Regions from separate parts of the Oryctolagus cuniculus genome. Here region 2 is linked to region 1. Evidence: chromatin contacts called from public Hi-C data. All regions are on one chromosome and are shown on one strand. The core of a region is the stretch at or near the end of the contact, and the rest is flanking DNA. Distances in the headings are between cores, read along the strand shown.

Evidence for each region. Hi-C and Micro-C count contacts between places; a contact is called where the count stands out from the background.
Region 2: a contact with region 1 is called in a Hi-C map of psoas muscle, with 6 times the contacts expected there. The contact joins the promoter of LOC108177140 here to the enhancer-like site in region 1. A contact is called at or near these places in 2 of 6 Hi-C or Micro-C datasets (psoas muscle and an unstated tissue).

The regions. Positions count from the first base shown.
Region 1 is chr10:32,510,241-32,515,542 of mOryCun1.1, forward strand. The region is part of intron 3 of SETBP1 (SET binding protein 1); the gene reads right to left. Among named protein-coding and RNA genes, the nearest start is that of SETBP1, 210 kb to the right of the region's middle. Within about 2 kb of position 2,636, at least 1 of the 8 cell types and tissues checked has an H3K27ac peak or open chromatin away from gene starts, as enhancers often do.
Region 2 is chr10:32,725,151-32,730,857 of mOryCun1.1, forward strand. It overlaps LOC108177140, which reads left to right and starts at 1,283. Exons shown (of 2, transcript XM_070050269.1): 1 at 1,283-2,293; 2 at 4,548-5,707. The coding sequence starts at 1,283. The coding sequence ends at 2,182. It overlaps SETBP1 (SET binding protein 1), which reads right to left and starts at 1,139. Exons shown (of 6, transcript XM_008261251.4): 1 at 996-1,139.

The DNA.
Region 1 (5,302 bases), core at 1,386-3,885:
TAGATATGATTTAATCAAATGAAATAGCAGGATTCATTGTTCTAAATGTCTAAAATGACTCTGGATAATATCATGGAGAGCAACTGTTTTTTTTCAGTCTACACTCCATCATTGTGGATACAATTCTACACTCCTATGATTAATTCAGAGAATCATTTTCTTTTCCTCCTTTTATTATGATTTTTATCTAAAAACCATGGGGTCTTAAAAGAATGCAAATTAAACTTCTGACAATCCCAAAAGTGCAATATTATTATAGACATTGCTACATATAAGGAAGAAAAAACAGTCCAAGAATGATCCCCAGAAATACAAGCCTAGGCAGTCCCTGTTTCCTAAGGCAGCCAACTGGAAGACTCCTCTGGGAGGAATATGTAAAGCAAATTTATATTTACAATTGCTTCCTGCAAGGCTGGCTAAATTGAAGTCATTTCGCCAAACTTCACAAAGAAAAAGAGAGTACCATTTCCTGAATTCTCAGGCTGATTCTGGCAAGCAGCTTGGAGAGAGGGGAAGTGACTTGCTTGAGGTGATGAGTTAGGAATCTACAAGGATGCTGAATGGAAACTCAGTTGAAACTGGGGCAGCTTTCTATTTTGTATTTCAACCCTCAGTCTTCTCTTTTCTATACAAGATTCTTCATTTCAACCTTATGCTTAGTTACAAGATGGGTTCTCTCTGGCTGCTGATGAAGAGTGAAGATCTAAAGCTGAGGTATGACCTGCAATCCCTGCTTAATGATGGAGCAAAGGAATGGACAAAGTCTAGCATATACAATATACAAGACAGAAATCCTCAAACTACATTCACTACATGAAAAAGAAAGAAATACATTTTCTGTTCATATATATAGTTTGTTTATGTGTATTCATTTAATACATGTTAAAATAGGAGCTCAAGAAATAAAATTTATACTTTCTTTTAAGATTTTTTATTTTGTTTGAAAGGCAGAGTTACAGAGAGATCTTCCATTTACTGGTTTACTCACCAAATGGTCACAATGGCTGGAGCTGGGCTAGGCTGAAGCCAGGACCCCAGAGCTTCCTCCACGTCTCCTATGTGTTTGCAGGGGCCCCAGGACTTGATCCATCCTCCACTGCTTTCCCAGGCATACCAGCAGGGAGCTGGATCAGAAGTGGAGCTGGGTCTTGAACCAGTACTCATATGGAATGCTGGCATTGAGGGCAGAGGCTTAACCCGCTATGCCACAATGCTGGCCCCTGCACTTTCTTATTATGATGCATTTTGGCATTTATCTTTCTTCCTCTCATCCTATCTCCCCCAATTCCGTCTTCCCTTCCTCATTCTTTCTTTCTTTTTTGCTTGATCCTGTTCTTTTGTTGGTATTTTCTATTAAAGCAAATTCACAATATGCTAATAAGTTATCCAACTTATAAAAAAATAAAAAAAACATTTTATGTAAAGCACAAATGTGTAAGAATTATAATATTTACTGGAAGGCCACATTGAGGCAAGGACCACTTAGAAATCAGGGTGGGAGTGAGTGTTGTGGCATAGTGGGGTAAGCCCCTGCCTCTGACTCTGGCATCTGACATGTGTGCTGGTATGAATCCTGGCTGCTTCACTTCCAATCCAGCTCCCTGCTAATGTGTCTGGGAAAGCATCAGAAGATGGTCCAAGTGCCAGGATCCCTGTCACCCGTGTGGGAGACCCAGATGAAGATCATGGCTCCTGGCTTTCATATGGTCCAGTTCCAGCCATTGTGGCCATTTTGGCAGTGAACCAGCAGATGGTAGATCAATCTCTCTCTCTCAAACTCTGCATTTCAGATAAATAAATAAATACTAACAAAGGAAAAGAAAGTAGGGTGAATGCTCTGGGCCAGTCAGCTTGTGTTTGAATCTGACCTCTTGCAGTTACAAGTGGTGTAATCTTGGGTGCATTATCAAACCTCCCCATGCCTCAGTTTCCATATCTTTGAAATGGAACATTCACAGAACCTACTCCAAAGGTTCATTATGAGCATTTGATGACTTAATGCAGGTGTTTACCCCTTGCTTGAAATGCTTGAGACAAGAAGTGTTTTGGATTTTGGATTTTCCTGGATTCTGGAATATTTGCAGATACATAATGGGATATCTCATTATATGATAGGATCCAAATCTAAACATGAATTTTATTTATGTTTCATACATACTTTAAACATACAGCCTGAAAGTAGGTTTATATGGAATCTTCAGTAACTCTGTATATGCAACTGTTTCAGGGTATGAAATTTTGTACTTGTGGCATCAGGTTCATTCTCAAAAAGTTTCAGAAAATGGAACATTCTGGATTTTGGATTAAGGATGAATAACTTTATAGGAAAATTGCCCTAGATGGTGCTCATATCTGGACTTCATTAAGTAGCCAGTAAATGCTAATATATATTTTTCTTTTCTTTTTAAAAATATTTTATTGAAATGTGGTATACATACCATGAAATGCTCACAGGTTTACAGATAAATGAATTTTTGTTCTCCTGATCACACTCACAACCAACACCCATATTAAGAACAAAACATTTCTAGTACCACCAGAGTCCTCACTTTGGTAGCATGTGTCTTAACTACTCAAACCACTTGCTTGGGTTGTTTGCATGTTTGTAGGGGGATTAGAAAGAATTGCCTGGGGATAAATGACTCAGCATCGCTCTGGGAAGAGGGCTGATGATGTCACTTGGCTATGTGCTCTTTATGAACAATCAACGCTTGCTAGAATAATCATCATCTGAGATGGCTGAAGCTGAAGCAAAAAATTCCAATGGAGATTGCCAACAATCACAATTTATTGCTTAGGGCACATTTCATACACTGTGTCAAATTTGGAGCACTGTGCTTGGGGCATGTTGATAACAGAAAAGTCTCTTGTAGGGGAAGGTAAACAGAACTGGAAGGGGATAAAGACTGTATTAATAAGGGCTTGGATAAGAAAAACAGAGTTGTTTAACTTGGAGATGGGAAGATTTAGAGGAACTCTGATAACCACTTTCAAATGGTTAAAAATTATCATATGGATAAGAATGAAAGATTATTGGGCAAGTTATGACCAAACCAATCATAGAGGTTTTGATTTAAAAAATTGAGCTCTACAATATTTGTGAACAATAAAAGCTATTGAGCTGCAAAATAAGTGACCTGGCCCAGCAGGAAGGTAGCCATCTCTGGTAACATGAAAACTAACATGAGATGACTGAATAGTTATGCCCAATTAATTTCTTGACTTGGTAGTAGGATCGAATCAGATAGAACATCTTTCAGAACTAAAATTTGACAGTCTGCCACTTATAAATGGCTTTAAAAGGCCTAAAGCCATATCCATATGCAAGGTGACATTATTTCAATGTTGGTTACACCTGTCTTCAGCACCTGGAGTATTCTGTTTAAATTCTGGAGAAGGCGTTTTGCTTCCTGTACATAATTCCCATATACAACCAACCCCAATGTTCTAGCGAGCCTGAGAAAACAATATTTGGGCAGCCAAATAACTCCCCAGTGACAAGGAACATCTTCTCCACAGTGGAGAACCAACAAAGTTTTAGTTTTGTTTTGTTTCCTTTTCTTTCAGCCTTTTAATAGCAAACCAAATGGAAATAATCTGGGCTCTGGGTAAACTCCTTACTCTCCCTCTTGTGCCTGAAACTTGTCAAAATGTTTGAATGTAAAAAGATTACTCAGGATTCATCCTATGAGACATTGAGCTTCATTTCTACTGCTTCTTCTCACAGCAGCTCACTCCCCTCCCCTCAGCTTTGAGTCTGGGTTTCTCATCTCGTAGGTGGGTTTGATTAATATGTCTGTCGATCATGTGCAAACTCCTTTGAGAAAATGAAAAGCAATGTTCAACTGTTCAAAAATAATGTCTTTTACAGTGCCTATCTCAAGACATCAATGACAAAAAAAAAATGCCTCCATTGTACAGGAACCAAGACACTTGCAATTTCTAAAGTAGGAACGTGAGTTGGTCAATAAACACGGAAAAGTAAAATGGAAGCCTAAGCAGGAATCCAGGAAATCTGGTAAATATTTATAGTCAACTGGGATCATGTAGGTCTCAAATACATCATTTTTCTCAGGAATAGGACATTTGCAGACTGTGTTAACTGCACAGTTACAGAAATCTTGGCTCACTTTGGTGGAAGAGACCATTCATAGTATTTTTAGAAGCTGCTGCCAGAGCAAAGCCCAGTATATAGTTTCTGCTCACACCAAGGTTGGGTTTATTCAGATCCAGTTTATCCTACCCCTTTCCTATGCTCACACATATCTGGATCAGGAAGAAAAAGACAAACGACACACAGGGAGAAGGGATACATAGGTATCACATGGAGAATTAAGCAGAAAAATGATAATTTAATAACAATTAAAGCTAGATGTATGTTTATTTGTTTAATGTCTTTTAATGATCCTAGTATTGTCTATCTCTGCTTCTGGAATAAATCAAGAGACCCGATATCATACTGGAAAATGCAGGGTCTATCACAATGCCTGGCACAGAGTAGACACTTTGTACATATGCATTATAAGCTCTCTCTTCATTGGTCCACAATGGCTTTACCATCAATCCTTTTCCAGTTTTATGACCCAACTCATTCTCCTCTGTTTCTGCAAACCTTGTGGTCTGCCCAGCCCCTGGGGAATCCCTAGAATTAAGAAACTATATACCAATTTGTTTAAAAAAATACACATACACATTAAAACTGAATGTTTCTCCCAAGAAAGAATTCTAAGGTGGAAAAAAAAAAACAAATAAATCAACTGAAAGTTTACAAGGGGATTTCAAAGACTTCGTGGCAAAATGCAATTGAAAGACACTCTGGTGCAAAAATTTTGAAATGCATGCACATGAGAGGGTCTTTAAAAAGTTCATAGACAATGTATATTATTGGCCGGTGCCGCGGCTCACTTGGCTAATCCTCCGCCTGCAGCGCTGGCACCCCAGGTTCTAGTCCCAGTTGGGGCGCTGGATTCTGTCCCGGTTGCTCCTCTTCCAGTCCAGCTCTCTGCTGAGACAGAGCTACAGACAGACAGAGGGAGAGACAGAGAGAGATCTTCCATCTGATGGTTCACTTCCCAAATGGTTGCAATAGCCAGAGTTGGGCTATTTAAAGCCAGGAGCCAGGAGCCTCCTCTGAGTCTCTCAGATGGATGCAGGGGCTCAGGCACTTGGGCCATCCTCCACTGCTTTCCCAAGTCACCAGCAGATAGCTGTATCAGAAAAGGAGTATCTTGGATATGAACTGGCACCTACATGGGATGTTAGCACTGCAGGCAGAGGCTTAATCTACTATGCCACAGCACCA
Region 2 (5,707 bases), core at 33-2,532, 210 kb after region 1:
GACAGTATTTTGGTCGAAGAGATAATGGTTTGAAAGACAAAAACAATAAATCGATACTGAAGGGCTCCCTTTCCGGAGCGATTTCCCCCTGGAAACCACCGAAGGGGGAAGCCTGCCGTTTAATTCCCAAGCCCAGGGCACACAATGCGTGCTTTCAAAAGGGCATTCGTCTGCTTTTAAGGGAATTCCTGTCTTTTCAGAGTCCCCAAACCAGAGAGCACAACAGACTCAAATCCATTGATTAAGGTTTCCGAGAAAAAAGACTAACACACAGCCACGACACAAGCACAAACCAACCTTCGCCGGCTGGACCACTTCTCGCCTGATCTTCTTTCTATTAACGACACGTTAGATTCTGATACATGCCACCCCCCCCCCAAAAAAAATCCAACTAGGCTACAATGTAGCTCTCTAGCTCCACTTAACCTGCAAGTTACAAAGAGAGCAAAAAAAAAAAAAAAAAAAAAAAAAAAAAAATCCTGCCGCCTTCCCACCCCTTTTCCTATGTTCCTACCCCCTCCCCCTCCCGGGTCCGCTCTACCAACGCCAGCCCAAGCAGCCGGCTGCAGGACCGAGGGAGGGTGCAAAGGCGGGGTGGGGGTGGGGGATCAGATTAGGCGAAACTCAATGAGCTCCTAGCCCGACTCTTCCACCATCGCCGCCACCAACGGGCCACTCGGATGGAGCCAGCATCGCTGCCCACCCGCGGGCCGGCCGGAATCGCGCCCCTCCCCGGCAGACTCGCCGGGACCGGCATCCCGCCCCCTCGGCCCCGGCTGCCCCTTCCTGCTCGGTGCAAAGTCAAAGCCCCGGCGAGACCAGGCGAGGCAACGTGAACTTTTGCATGCAGGGCGCGCGCACACACACACACACACACACTCACACACATTCACACACTCACACACACCACCCCGGGCCCGGGCGTGCGGGGGCCCGCGGCGCGGCGGGAGGCTGCGCGCCGGGGCTCCCGGGGCAAGGTCGCCGCGCGTGCTCACCCATGTCCCGGCGGCTCCGGCTCCGCTGGCCCTGGCGCTCGCTCAGATCCCGGCTCCGGTCGCTCGCCGGAGCCCCCAAAGGTGCTGCTGCGGCAACTCCATGGCGATGAGCATCTGTCAAACGGCGAGCCGCGGGGCGGGCCGCCCTCGCTCGGGGGGCTGCGGGGCCCCCGGGCGCGCGGAGGCGGCGGCGAGCGGCGGGCGCCCCGGCCGGCCCCGCGCTTCCCGCCCGGCGCGGCCGCCTCCGCCGCGCCACCGATTTATGGAGAGAGATATCAAGGGGGAAAATGGCGTCTCCGGAGCCCGAGGAGTCCTGGAGTAATCACATTCACACACACACACGCCCGTACGCACACACTCGCTCACACTCGCACACGGGCGCGCGGCGGGCCCGGCTAATTTTAGCAGGAGCCAAAAAAAATTGTATATATATATATAAATATATAAATATATCCCCGTCTCTCCGATCAACGCTATTTCCACCACCTCCCCCCCCCCCCCCTTGTCTTCAAAGGATGGATTGGAGCTTTAAAAATGTTGCTGGGTTTGGGCTCGCAGGAGGCGGCGCGCGGAGGGCGAGGGCGCTTTTGCTGAGCTGTGCAGTTCGGTCCGCGGCGCCCGGCGGCCCTGCCCGCTCTCCGCCCGTCCGCCCGCGGTCGCTAGTGCTGCCGCCGCCGCCGCCGCCGCCGCTCCATGGCCGCGCCCGCCCCGCGCCCCCTTGCCGCCCGCCCGCCCGCGTCCCCGGCGAGAGCTGGAGTGGGGTCGGGCCCGTGTGCCTGCCTCCCGCGCCCTCTCCCGAGTCCCAGAGTCTTGGTGAAAGGAAGGGGGAGGGCGCGGGCGGGGAAGGGGGGGAGGATCGGAGCGGCCGCGCGGCAGAGGCGAGCGGGGACCGCCACCCCGCCGGCCGCCTCGGAGGGGGCGCCGGCGCCCACGCGGCTGGCCCCGCGGGCCCGGGGCCGCTTCTCGGGCGGGAGCCGGTGGAGAGCGAAGAGCGGCCGCTCCCCTCACCTCCCCACCCCCGGGGAATCTCGGTCAATTGGAGGGAGCGGGGTCTAGCCGTGAAGGAGGAGGGAAACAGTTGGTGGCGGCCGATCGGGAGCCCCTCGCCGCACCCCGCGCCCCTAGCGCTCCCCAGCGCCCTCGCGGCCCAGTGGCTTCTGCGCGTCGGAGTCAGCGGCGGAGACTGAGCGGCCGTGGGGAGCGCCTCCGGCTGGGCGCGGGCTGCCGGGCTCAACACCGCCACTGTCTGACACAACAGGGGCAGTGTCGCGGGAGCCGCGCGTCCAGGCGCCGACGTGGTAGGCTCTCTCAACTGGGCGCAGCGTGGTTGCTTTCTTTCTTTTAAGCGGGTCATGAGGCTTCCTTTCCAGGGTTGGTTTTACTTTATTTGTGTATTGTGTTTTAGTAAGCTACTTGTAGGCATCGGGTCCTCGTGTCATTTTTTCTCGTTATCCACCACAGTTAGACTCTTGCAGGAAAGGGCACGGATGGCAACCTCGCAGCTCCCTCCCTGATCCGGGTGGTGGGGATGTCTTTGGTGCTTGGCAAAACGTGGCGGTTACTTTTAGTCTCTGGGCATTTCTGTTGGGGTTACAGAAGGGGCGCTTTTCGGGCCAAGGGAAGAATGGAGAAGCTTAGGGACGCTGTGCACTCCATCAGCTGACTGAGGAAGACTCACAGAGACCTGCAAAGGGCTATGCTTCCAGATCTCCAGGTAGAGGTCACTCCGAACGCAGGCAGCTGAGTTTGACCATGCCTTTCTCTGTGAGAGTTGGGTGAAACTGAGAAATGTTTGGGTGGTGAGTGGGGGGCGGCCCCCTAGCAACCACATCAGCCACTGCCAACCCCGCTTGGCTACAGGGTTGAATTCTGTCGGACGACCTCTTTTTTTCTCTTTTTTACCGGAATGCTCTGGAGCAAGGGAGAAAAAGTGGCTGGACCCCCGCCCCCCCCCCCCCCGCCGCACCTCCCTCTCACGCACACACTCACACACTGGTCCACGCCCCCGGGTGTCAGTCAGGGTTTTGCACAACAATTTATCCCCTTCTAACTCAAATTATCCTCTTTGTTGGGAAGAATGTTCTGACTGGCCACAAACTTTGCCTCCCTTACTCATCACTGCAAGACCTCCAATGGAGCAAGATTTCCTCTGTTCTGCGCTGTGTTGAAGCATAACTATTAATGAGAAAATAATGCTTCATTGGAAAAAATTCAACAAGACATAGGAGCTGATGATGAAAGAAGAGCTGAAGGCACACAATACTATGCCAAAATGACCTCGGTAATCACCTGACCTTTGCCCATCTACTTGTGCGTCCGGATTTCTGATACCCAAGACCAAAGTAGGCAGAGGACTAAGAGTGTGCACCATTGATGCAAAGCAGAAAGTGCGTCCAGAAATCAGAAGGGTTGGCTTGCATCGTGTGAGCCAGAACTGAAGTTTGTTGCCCAAGTCTTTTTCCTTTTAAAATTTAAGCATGTTAACAGGATTGTCCTTCCTGTGGTGTTGTGTTTCTTTGGAGAGAAGTTCAGAGAAGTGTGCGCTGTATTTAAAAGTCTCTGTAATAATGGTAGATCTGTCTGTTGAATCATAGTGCAATAAAAGTTCACCCTCGAGTATCACCAAGTCAAATCCCATCATCTCTAAGTTGAGGAACCACGCAAAGAGATTCAATAGACTTCCCTGAATCATTAAGTTCAGCGAAAGCCATGAATCTGCTACATGTGCCTGGACTTCTCATCCAGAGTTTCTTCTTTATGTGTAGCCCATCTCCCAATGATTAGAAGTGAGAGGAGGGCAAGGAAAGGAGGGATCTTCTCCTTCTTTTAAAAGTGTTATATATGTAAAAATAATACTGTATACCTGCTAATATATAATAAGGTAATGCATAAATATAGTTTTAAATAGGATTGCTAAAAACCAAAGCTCCGGCCGAATGATATGTCTGTTTATAGAATAGGAGCTGTATTTAAATTCTAGCCAAGTTCCACAGAAATTCTTCTCATATTATTTCCCTAGTAGGTCATTTTTTAATTCAGAATGAGACCCTGAAACATAGAAAATCTATAGCTGGTAAAGAAGTTGGGTTAAAAATAGTGTCGGGCAATGTTAAGGGACTGATTTTTGGGATTCTAGGATCATTTAAAAAAACAAAAGGCTGATCTGAGCACCTTTTAGGAATGTACATGACATAGAGACATAGACATAACTAAGAGTCCTGTACTTTCTCTAGTGTCAGGATCATGCAGTCCCTTAACAAATAGTTCAGCGGCATGGATAATGTGCCAGGTCCTATGGTTGTAACCATAGTCAAACACAAGACTAAGACACAGTTCCTATCTTCACAGGATTCACGACTTAGTAGGAAAGTTGATATGCAAACTTTCCAGCCACAACTAGTAAGGGGCTATCAGAAAGGAGGTGCTTAAAAGTGCATAGAACACAGAGGCAGAAGCTGTCAGAGGAGGGGAGTCACAAATCATGTCCTTTAGCAACGTTGAGCACTTATTGCCTTGTGTATTTTAACACATTTCCTTTTCCTCTTTGCATAGATGTGTCTCATCTAACCTGTTTTATCAAGGATGCACGCGTTGACAAGGATGCCCTGTGACTTGCATGGACAGTGTCAATAAATGTGGCTGAGAATAGACATCACTTCCGATATCATGAAATAGCTGCCTTGCTGCCAACTGAATGATTACTCTGTGTTCCAGGCCTCCATGTGCCTAATCTTTTGTTATGCCAACCACTCCCTTACCCAGGGCCATTTGCTGAAGACAGTGCAAGGATCTGCAGTATTATCATACTCCACCGGTCTTGAGGACTCAACATATGGTTCAAAGTACCACAAGAAGACATGTCATTTTGACATCTCTGAAGGTAGTTAGAACAAAATGAGGCAAACCATCCATTCCACTTTGGTGACAAGTTGAGATCATGTACTACAATCAAAGGCTCCAAGACATTCTCCTTCCTTTCTCAAGTTCAAATACAATGTATTTTTTATTTTATTATTTTGACAGGTAGAGTTATAGACAGTGAGAGAGAGAGAGACAGAGAGAAAGGTCTTCCTTCCATTGGTGCACTCCCCAAATGGCCGCTACAGCTGGCATTGCATCGGCCTGAAGCCAGGAGCCAGGTGCTTCTTCCTAGTCTCCAATGTGGGTGCAAGGGCCCAAGCACTTGGGCCATCCTCCACTGCCTTCCTGGGCCATGGCAGAAAGCTGGACTGGAAGAAGAGCAACCAGGACTAGAACTTGATGCCCATGTGGATACTGGCATCACAGGCAGAGGATTAACCAAGTGAGCCATGGAGCCAGCCCCTCAAATACATTATTGATTCTCACCTTTTTGGAAAACAATGTAGCATTACCTAATGTAGTATTCTCAAGAATGATTATAAAACAAAATTTCCTGAGCAAATTAATTATGTCTGGAATCCATCATGATTTGATTAGATTTGAGTAGACCCAGTATCACTACCATTTTCATAAATGTTCTCAATGCTTCTGCATATGCAACAAGCACTGAGAATCACTGATCCATTGGAAAGGGTATGCATCCACAATGCTCTCTTAGTATAGATATTATTTTTTTATGGTTTTTTAACTTTTATTTAATGAATATAGATTTCCAAAGTACAGCTTATGGACTACATTGGCTCCCCCCCCACCCATGACTTCCCTCCCACCCGCAACCCTCCCCTTTCCCG